Regions from separate parts of the Mus musculus genome. Here region 2 is linked to region 1. Evidence: chromatin contacts called from public HiChIP or PLAC-seq data. All regions are on one chromosome and are shown on one strand. Each heading gives the region's core, a stretch centred on a gene start, on an enhancer-like site or on the middle of the called end of the contact. The rest is flanking DNA. Distances are from core to core; before and after follow the strand shown. Region 1 has its middle 380 kb from the start of Gm25833. Region 2 has its middle 8.6 kb from the start of Gm46961.

Region 1 (5,457 bases), core at 1,641-4,140:
CTCCAGAAACCATGATAGCACTAACTGCTCAGCATATGTTGAGTCCTGAAGGTGAACTTGTCATCTAGACCAGGATTTTGACTGCCATGATCTTGTAGACAATCACTGCTTCATGAGTTCATGATTGCAATAATCATAACATGTCCAGAAGACAGGATTTCACAGCCCTCCTTCTTATTTTCAGGGTTTTTCATTTGATCTACACCTATTCCATGACAATTTCTGATACTTAAGAGAGAGAGACATAAGTTAGATGTCCCATATCAACCTAAGCATTCAGTTCTGGTTCTGTCATCATTCTGACAAGTCATGTATTTCTCAATTGACTTCTGATTAATTAAAATTAATTATCAATAACCAAAGTAAACAAAAATATAGAAAACAAATATATGAACATTTGTATGTTTACATAAATGTTCCATTATCAGAAAATCTTCATGTATTATAAAATGACATCACACCATAGAAAGGGTGATTTATCCAGCTTTAGTATTTTATTAGAAGGTCCTTTGTCCATAGCAACTTGATTTTGTTATGTCTTGTGCCCCAAATGTGTATTCTACTCATCAATACAGTCCTACTACAAGTTTTATTAAGAATCCAATACCAGTAGCAATAGCCTGTATTATTTTTATGTTGTAATATTCAGATCATTTTACCTTGAAGACAGATTATATCAGGTACAAATGTAGCAGGAAGAGAAGGTCTAGGGTCCCCAGACATGTTCCATCAAACAAAACTCAGAAAATCACTTTCCCTATTGCTAGTGTCCTTTGGGGTAAAGAAAAGTGGAAAATAGAGAGTTAAAAATATTAGCCCTGTTTTGCTGATCACTTGATATTGGAAAACCAACCCAGGGGGTCTATTTCAGTTAAGAGAACTAATTCTCCTATTCTCTGATTTTCCTGTTACCCATAGTTCTTTATCTAGGGCAGAATCCCCACAAGAATTCCCATTTCAATGTTTGTATGTATGCAGGAGTCATCCTTGCTCAAGTCTTGTTTATGAACCAACCATTGGACCATCTGGGTACAGCTTCTCTGGTGTTTCTAGGAGACACAGTCTTTCTTAGTTAGAGTTTTACTGCTGTGAACAGACACCATGACCAAAGAAGCTCTTATAAGGACACCATTTAATTGGGGCTTTCTTACAGGTTCCAAGGTTTAGTCCATTATCTTCAAGGTGAGAACATTGCAGCATCCAGTCAAGTATGGTGCAGGAGGAGCTGAGAGTTCAACATCTTCATCTTAAGGCTCCTAGCAGAATACTGGCTCCCAGGCAGTTAGCATGAGGGTCTTAAAGACATACCCATAGTGACACGCCTACTCCAAAGGCCCAACTTTCTAATAGTGCCACTCCCTGGGCTGAGCATTTTCAAATCATCACAAAATCTTAGAGAAAATCTACAACTTCTCTGGCACTTGAAATATTTCTACCCACTGTGTTTCTATCCCTGGGGTATAGGTGAAGTAATTGTGTTGTCATTTGATCATTTGGGAATGGTTACCACATGATCTCCAAATCTCTGCATTTTGATCATTTGTGTTTTTTTTTAATCAAGGCATTGTTTATTAGATATTTTCTTCATTTACAGTTCAAATGCTATCCCCAACCCCCCCCCCCAACCTGCTCCCCATCCTACCAACTCCCACTTCCTGGCCCTAGCATTCCCCTGTACTGGGGCATATGATCTTCGTAATACCAAGGGCCTCTCCTCCCATTGATGGCTGACTAGATCATCCTCTGCTACATATGCAACTAGAGACATAGCTCTGGGGGGTACTGGTTAGTTCATATTGTTGGTTTTTTTTTAAGAATAGTTTCTATCTGTTACAAAGAGAAGTTGCATATTACTTATCTAAAATATATGAATTGACCAAACTGTATTTATGTATAAATAGAGGGGAATATGAAAGCATGAAGCTGAGAAAGATCAAGGACTGTGTGTGGATTTGTATGTATTTATGCGGCAAACAGTATGTGGCTAAAAGTTAAGAAAATGATTATAAAATAACTCAACCTAATCCTTAATCGAATTTCAGATCAAAGAGATGACAAAATTTACAAAAAAAATAAAAGATAAAGATGTAAATATGAAAAAACTGCACTGTTTGTACACCATAATACAATTTTGGCAAGCTGTCTCCCATTTAAGAATGAAAAATAGCAGCTATGCCAGGTGGGGAATCTCAGTGAGGTCTATACAGTTCAGTTGGTGTTGAAATGATAGAGATAATCAATATAATGTTTCTTAACTTACCAATTATACATTCAGTACATCAGGTAAGTAACATTTCCTATTTATAAAGCTACCAAATTATTGCATTTTTTAATGAAAGCCTGATTTCCGATTGCAAGTATTTAACATGTACTATATCATAGTAAATGGTATCACTACTCTCCCTTGATTGTGAGCAGTCGCCACAATCTATAACTCAAGAGCAGCCACACGATTACAAAATAACATCATAGTGTACCATCCTTTTAAAACTTCATTGGTTATTCTACGGTTCTTTATATTATGGCTTTATATTAAATGAAGTGGTACCATAATTTCCAAAACTAAGTTCTATATTATTTAATCTTTTTTGTAATCTCACTGTAAAACAGATAATAGGTAATGTCTATGTTTTTCATTTCATAATGACAAGAAATATGGTATTTGTGTGAATGTGTCTGTATTAACATTAATTTTCATTATGTCTATAACTACTGGAAGAAAAGAATTGCCCCACTTGTCATTGTACTGTTTATTTTTCTAAACACACAACTACTTGGCACACATCACTGTAAATGTAGTATTTCTTCTAGACTCCAAAATGGACATTATGCAACCCTGCCTTCATTTTGGCTATCTTAACAGCTAGATGGCAGCACAATCACATATATATTCAGTCAATATCACCAACCCTAGAACTATAATAACATTAAGATTAGAAAACAACCTGTTTATCCTTTGTGTAGAGAAAGGACATTGACTTGTTTGAGTTAATTTTATATCCAGCTACTTCATTGAATCTGTTTATCAGGTTTAGGAGTTCTCTGGTGGAGATTTTAGTGTCACTTATATATACTACCACCTGCAAAAAGTGATATTTTGACTTCTTTCTTTCCAATTTGTATCCCCTTGATCTCCTTTTGTTGTCAAATGGCTCTGGCTAGGACTTCAAATACTATGTTGAAGAGGTAGGGAGAAAGTGGGCAGCCTTCTCTAATCCCTGATTTTAGTGGGATTGCTTCCAGCTTCTCACCATTTACTTTGATGTTGGCTACTGGTTTGCTGTAGATTGCTTTTATCATGTTTAGGTATGGGCCTCGAATTCCTGATTTTTCCAAGACTTTTAACATGAATGGGGGTTGGATTTTGGCAAATGCTTTCTCCGCATCTAACGAGATGATCATGTGGTTTTTGTCTTTGAGTTTGTTTATATACTGGATTATGTTGATGGATTTCCATATATTAAACCATCCCTGCATCCCTGAAATGAAACCTACTTGGTCAGGATGGATGATTGTTTTGATGTGTTCTTGGATTTGGTTAGGGAGACTTTCATTGAGTATTTTTGCATCGATATTCATAAGGGAGATTGGTCTGAAGTTCTCTATCTTTGTTGGGTCTTTCTGTGGTTTAGGTATCAAAGTAATTATGGCTTCATAGAATGAAATGGGTAAGGGACCTTCTCCTTCTATTTTGTTGAATAGTTTTTGAAGAACTGGAATTAGATCTTCTTTAAAGGGTTGATAGATCTCTGCACTAAACCCATCTGGTCCTGGGCTTTTTTTTTTTTTTTTTTTTTTGGTTGGGAGACTACTAATGACTGCTTCTATTTCTTTAAGGGATATAGGACTGTTTAGATCACAGCATCCTTAATCATCAGGGAAATGCAAATCAAAGCAACCCTGAGATTCTACCTTACACAAGTCAGAATGGCTAAGATAAAAAATTCAAGTGACAGTAGATTCTGGCCAGGATGTAGAGAAAGAGGAATACCCCTCCATTGTTGGTGGGATTGCAAGCCTGTACAACCACTCTGGAAATCAGTCTGGTGGTTCCTCAGAAATTGGACATAGTACTACTGGAAGATCCCGCAATACCTCTCCTGGGCATATATCCAGAAGATGTTCCAACCAGTAAGAAGGACACATGCTCCACTATGTTCATATCAGCCTTATTTATAATAGCCAGAAGCTGGAAAGAGCCCAGATGTCCCTCAGCAGAGGAATGAATTCAGAAAACGTGATACATTTACACAATGGAGTACTACTCAGCTATTAAAAGGAATGAATTTATTAAATTCCTAGCCAAATGGATGGACCTGGAGGGCATCATCCTGAGTGTGGTAACTCAGTCACAAAAGAACTCACATCACATGTACTCACTAATAAGTGGATATTAGCCCAGAAACTTAGAATACCCAAGATACAAGATACAATTTGCAAAACATGAAACTCAAGAAGAACGAAGACCAAAGTGTGGACACTTTGCCCCTTCTTAGAATTGGAAACAAAACACCCATGGAAGGAGTTACAAAGTTTGGAGCTGAGACGAAAGGATGAACCATCTAGAGACAGCCATACCCAGGGATCCATCCCATAATTAGCCTCCAAATACTGATACCATTGCATACACTAACAAAATTTTACTGAAAGAACCCAGATATAGCTTTCTCTTATGAAGCTATGCCAGGGCCTAGCAAACACAGAAGTGGATGCTCAATTCAGCTATTGGATGGATCACAGGGCCCCCAATGGAGGAGCTAGAGAAAGTACCCAAGGAGCTAAGGGGGTCTGCAACCCTATAGGTGGAAGAACAATATGAACTAACCCATACTCCCCCCCCCCCCCAGAGTTCGAGTCTTTAGCTGCATATGTAGCAGAAGATGGCTGACTAGTCGGCCATCATTGGAAAGAGAGGCCCATTGGACTTGCAAACTTTATATGCCTCAGTACAGGGGAGCGCCAGGGCCAAGAAGTGTGAGTGGGTGGGTAGGGGAGTCGGAGGGAGGGTATGGGGGACTTTTGGGAAAGCATTGGAAATGTGAATGAAGAAAATACCTAATAAAAATAGATGAATAAAAATTTATCATTTGAAAAAAAAATAGAAAACAAGTAGTTGTGATAGCCAGAAGCTAGGAAAAAAATCTCAAAGTCTGATGACAGAAGAATGGATACAGAAAATGTGTATTTCATTTACACAATGGAATACTACTCAGCTATTAAGAATGAGGGCACCCTCAGATTTGCAGGCAAATGGATGGAAATCTTTGTCATCCTAAGTGAGGTAACTCAGACCCAAAAGGATATGCATGCTACGTACTCACTAATAACTGGCTATTAGCCCCCCCCCAAAAGTACAGAATACCCAAGATACAGAAACAAAACTTAAAAATATCAACAAGCTGCAGGGCCATAATCAGGACATTATGATGCCCCAGTCCCACTTTGGAGGGAGGGGAA
Region 2 (5,457 bases), core at 1,846-4,345, 1.8 Mb before region 1:
GGACAATGGTGGAGAGAAAGGAAAAACTGTTTAGGACAAATTTTGTAGGAAGTAGGAATGTAGTGCAGAAAAATGGGAAAGAGGAGAGGGGGGAGAGATGGCCATTCAAAGCTGCGTGAGGGTGCATGAAAAAGCCGTAAGGAAGAATACTACTTTGCAAGTGATTTAACGTACAATTAATAAAAAGGAGTTGGTGTGAGGTACCCTGCATGGGAGGATAAAGCTGCTCCCGGAAGCCATAGGTTATTAAATAAAAATCCTGGTGCCAGGGGTGAGATTCCATGCTATATGTTGGTCATTGAGGTCCTTAAGGTCCTTCAAACAATATAGGCAATTACCATAGCTAATTTCTAGATGCTAAGACCCTATTGCTGGATACACCATGCTCCTGGTTGTAGACCATGGAAAAGCCCAGATGGAGCCGATTGGAGGCTTCCTTTCAGCTGGGTGGATTTCACAGTGCCAGACGATGGTGCACAGTCTTCTGGGTGAAGGAGCTAGTCAGCAGTTGCATTTAGCTATAGACCCTGTGCCCTATTGGATCGACCCCACGGCAGGTAAGATATGCCCACTGGAGCAATAGTGGTATGGCTAGAATGGGGGTAACCAACCATTTTCTGATTGGGTTTGAGGTCCACTCCACAGTATTCATTCCTGCTACTGTAAACCTGGTTAAAGGCTTATGGGGGTGTGGTTAAAGGCCCTAGTGGGAAACTTACTGCTGTTGTTTCACTAAATGGACATGGTTTGTTTTTTGAATGGCCTTGTAAATATTGCTAGGTTGAAAACCTATAGATTAGTGTTGCTCAGACCCTCCTCCCTTGTGTGTGTGTGTGTGTGTGTTTTATGCAGAGACTTATAACGGGTCAAAGCGCTGAAAATAAGGGATGATTGAGTGCTCAGTCATCAATGGTTCGTTTATGTCATCACCATACAAGGTTCAGAGTACACTGCAGGAGAAGGGGTAGAAAGAACACAGAGTTGGTGGAAGGAAAGGGGCTTTGTGCACCATCCTTGGGAATCAGACATGGCTGTTGCACTCACGGACTCAGAGCAGCTTGATTACTTTCTCACAACCAGAAGATCTGGCCTGCCAATATTCCATCACGGGCAGGGCAGGGGCTTATGAGGCTCTTCTTTTCCTTTAAGATTTATAGTCAGTTAAGGACTTCTAATTAGGTTAATTGGGGCTTTTAAGGCCCCTACCCTTTTCTAAACAGCTTTTGGCTGTTAATAGTTGCTAGGGGAGGGAACAAAAGTTTCTTCAGTGATATACCCACTGCTAAGTTGATCATGCTTTGTTAAATAACCCCTAACCCGAGTTTATGTAAGTTACCTCAGCTAACGGGTTATCAAAAAGTGTGTGGGGTTGTGGGAAGGTGGCTTAGCGGCCAAGAACACTTGACGCTCCTGCAGAGGGCCTGAATTTGATTCCCAGCACCCACAGCAGGCAATTCACAACTGTTTGTAACTCCAGGTCCAGGCGATTGGACACATTCTCATGGTCCATAACAGACACACACACATACACATAAATAAAAATAAACCTTAAAAACGGACACAAAGTTAGCAGGGATGTAGTTAGAATGTGAGGGAGATAAGAGAAGGTAATCAGCCTTGAATATGATTAAAATATCTCATACACACATGTCAAAGAGATGTGTGTGGTGGTTGCCAAGGGTGGTTGGATGGTGGGATAAGTAAAACAGTCATATTAGGAGGCCCATTACTCATGGGATCACTGAGGCAGGAGCTATGCATTCTTAACCTATTGTTAAATCACTGTGAATGACAACTTTATTGTAGATGTGTTTCTTAATGTCAATTTTCCTGATAGCTTGGATGATTTGAATGGTAAATTAAGACTGCTTCATCCTATGGAGCTATGTATGGCCTTGAATGAAGGAATATCAGTCAAGAAGGCAGTCTGAAGGTGTGTGACTTCATTCTGAGTGTCTGAGGGACTGCTGTGATTGGGACAGGTGCAGCCCTTCATGCTTGGTGAGAATACTGTTCTTCATTGGTGTGATGTACTGCCACGTGCACACACACTGGACACACTCCCACTCTGGCTATATAAGTGCTCTGCTTGGTTCACTCTGCAAGTTAACCTGGAGATACCAGCTAGATGTTGCTCTCTGGTGTTGAAGCTGAAGCATTAAGTTGCAATAAAAGGCCCGGTCTTGCCTATTTTTGCGTTTTATCATTAGTAGAGTGAGTTGAGCTGGTAACATGAGGAAAGGAAGGAAGCAGGGACAATGAAGGCAATGTCAGTGGTGAAGGAAGTGTCCTTGGTGACATCGGCAGTGACATCAAAAGGCTGTGGTAGAGATGAGGAGGAGCAGAGGCAATAGAGACAGCTGCTGAAGACAAGAAACTTCTGGCCCTGGTACTGGGAGATTTCTAAGGAACTGTCAAAGGGCCAAGGTGTCAGACACCCCAGGCTACCAGCTCAACTCACTCTACTATATATGTGTGTATATATAGTACACACACACACACACACACACACACACACACACACACACACACACACTGTGCATGCATGTGAACACAGTGCTTGAGGAGGCCAGAAGAGATGTTCAGATCCTTGGAGATGAAATTACAGGCTGTTATATGTAACTGCATGTGAGCTGCCTGATATGGGTGCTAGGAACTGAACTTACATCCTCTGAAAAAGCAGGGCACATCTTAACCACTGAGCCACCTCTCCCTAGTCATCCTGTTGGATTTCAAAACCTGGAACAGTAGGCCTCTAGCTCTCAGGGCTTGGAGCTGTAAACTTCTGGGACTCCCTCCAAACCCAGGCTTTTGGAACTCCAAGGCCTGGGACTAGAGACCAAAGAGAGCTTTACTCCCTATCTTGGCAGGTCAGAACCACGGCAAGCCGTTTGATACCAGTAAAAGGTGGAAAATGTTAACTTGTAAAATTGAAGTTATTTATACAATTTGTTTGTGTCTCTGAATTGTAGAAACATTGTTTAGATATCAAAAATGAAAGCAATGAAAAGGAATCGATCTCACAGAGCCAATGAACAGCTCATTATCTGAGCATGGCAGGGGGCAGAAGCTGTGTCAACAGAGAAGCTGTGTCAGCAGATGGCAGTGCTGTATAAGCAGTGAGCCTACGGAGGCCCGATCATGGGTCACTGAGCTGGCCTGCAAACAAAGCCAGTGATCTGAATCTTGTCAGGTCTCCACCTCTATAATGGGATCAGACTGTTGTTTAAAAAAAAAATCTTTCCTCTCCAACTTTTTCGTGTGTGTGTGTGTGCACGGGAGATACACACACACACACACCAAACCCTCCCTCCCCTTGAGTAAGTATCTATGTAGATATATAGGTACATTACATGCTCCCTTCCTATCTGAACGTCTTTTTCTTCTCAGACTATTTCTAGTACATATGAATGGGTGTGGCACAGGAAACAGTGACAAGGAAATGATCTCACAGTGCCTCCAGTTTATCACCAGAGCAAGTCAGGGTGCTAATGCTGTATCAGCAGATGGCAGTGTTGTATAAGCGGCAAGTCTACAGAGGCCCAGTCATGGGTCACAGAACTGTCCTGCAAACAAAAGCAGAGATCTCAATTTGGCCAGGTCTCCACCCCCATAATGGGACCAGACTGTTGTTTTTAGAAGATCTGTCTTTCTCCTCTTCCCCTATCTCTCTGTCACACATTTATGAGCATTACCCCCTCCCCCACCCCACATATACACACGGTTTCCAACTATCAGAACATTGTGTTTTTTTTGACTTTTCAGACTTTATTTCTATTTTGTATGGATAGTTTCAGCACAGAGAAACAGCAGTAAAAGCCACAGTCAACAGGGCCAGTTATCAGGCTTTTACTTATATTGAAGATAAATAATCTTTAACAAATCAACAATAGGTGATGCTTCATTGATGATAAATTGCCTCATTAATGCAGCTGTATTGAATATAGGTTATCTGAAATAGATATTTTTTTTTGTTTTTTGTTTCTGTTTTTGTAGTTTTCTATGCTCCAAAGAAGGTTTATATAACAACAACAACAACAACAACATCATCATCATCATCATCAACAACAACAACAGCAACAACTACTACTACTCCAAAAACATATGCTAGAACTTTTCAAGAAAATGACCTTGAACTTTCCCACAGAGGAGGGGATGGTGGGTCTCTCCCAATTGTTTTACGATCTTTGATTATTGATCTTTTCCAGTTGAACACATCTTCTGGAGTCAGGGTTACTTCTCTTTTCACAGAACATCATGGGCTTCATCTACAGCATGGTTCTACCTCTTTAAAAGCAGGACACACTCCTCCAAACTTAAGCTCTTCAGGAGCTATAGATACAGTTGTTTTCTCTTTGCTCCTTCATAACATGATTTTTGGCATGTTTTACCTTTAAATAGCTCAATATTCATCTGTTTTAATGATCCTTTTCAAGAGAAAGATATTTCAATCACAGTTTTATTCACTTTATAACCACATTTTTCATTAGTTTCTGCTTTTATTCTTTTTTCCCCATTTTTTTATTAGGTATTTAGCTCATTTACATTTCCAATGCTATACCAAAAGTCCCCCATACCCACCCACCCCCCCCACTCCCCTACCCACCCACTCCCCCTTTTTGGCCCTGGCATTCCCCTGTACTGGGGCATATAAAGTTTGCAAGTCCAATGGGCCTCTCTTTCAAGTGATGGCCTATTAGGCCATCTTTTGATACATATGCAGCTAGAGACAAGAGCTCCGGGGTACTGGTTAGTTCATATTGTTGTTCCACCTGTAGGGTTGCAGTTCCCTTTAGTTCCTTGGGTGCTTTCTCTAGCTCCTCCATTGGGGGCCCTGTGATCCATTCAATAGCTGACTGTGAGCATCCACTTCTGTGTTTGCTAGGCCCTGGCATAGTCTCACAAGAGACAGCTATATCTGGGTCCTTTCAGCAAAATCTTGCTAGTGTATGCAATGGTGTCAGCGTTTGGAAGCTGATCATGGGATGGATCTCTGGATATGGCAATCACTAGATGGTCCATCCTTTCATCACACTTCCAAATTTTGTCTCTGTAACTCCTTCCATGGGTGTTTTGTTTTCTATTCTAAGAAGGGGCAAAGTGTCCACCCTTTGGTCTTTGTTCTCTTGAGTTTAATGTGTTTAGCAAATTGTATCTTATATCTTGGGTATCCTAAGTTTCTGGGCTAATATCCACTTATCAGTGAGTACATATTGTGAGAGTTCCTTTGTGATTGGGTTACCTCACTCAGGATGATGCCCTCCAGGTCCATCCATTTGCCTAGGAATTTCATAAATTCATCCTTTTTAATAGCTGAGTAGTACTCCATTGTGTAAATGTACCACATTTTCTGTATCCATGCCTCTGTTGAGGGGCATCTGGGTTCTTTCCAGCTTCTGGCTATTATAAATAAAGCTGCTATGAACATAGTGGAGCATGTGACCTTCTTACCGGTTG

Evidence for each region. HiChIP or PLAC-seq counts read pairs in DNA pulled down with a chosen protein or histone mark.
Region 2: a RAD21 HiChIP or PLAC-seq map of pro-B cells shows a contact between it and region 1, with 12 times the contacts expected there. The contact joins two enhancer-like sites. A contact is called at or near these places in 2 of 15 datasets of contacts at CTCF or cohesin (large pre-B cells and pro-B cells) and 1 of 115 datasets of contacts at active chromatin or transcription factors (large pre-B cells).

Annotation. Positions count from the first base shown.
Region 1 is chr6:68,913,139-68,918,595 of GRCm38.p6, reverse strand. It overlaps Igk. Among named protein-coding and RNA genes, the nearest start is that of Gm25833, 380 kb to the right of the region's middle. Within about 2 kb of position 2,890, at least 1 of the 459 cell types and tissues checked has an H3K27ac peak or open chromatin away from gene starts, as enhancers often do. A contact at or near this core is called in pro-B cells, where this site is marked.
Region 2 is chr6:70,707,524-70,712,980 of GRCm38.p6, reverse strand. It overlaps Igk. Among named protein-coding and RNA genes, the nearest start is that of Gm46961, 8.6 kb to the left of the region's middle. Within about 2 kb of position 3,095, at least 57 of the 459 cell types and tissues checked have an H3K27ac peak or open chromatin away from gene starts, as enhancers often do. A contact at or near this core is called in pro-B cells, where this site is marked.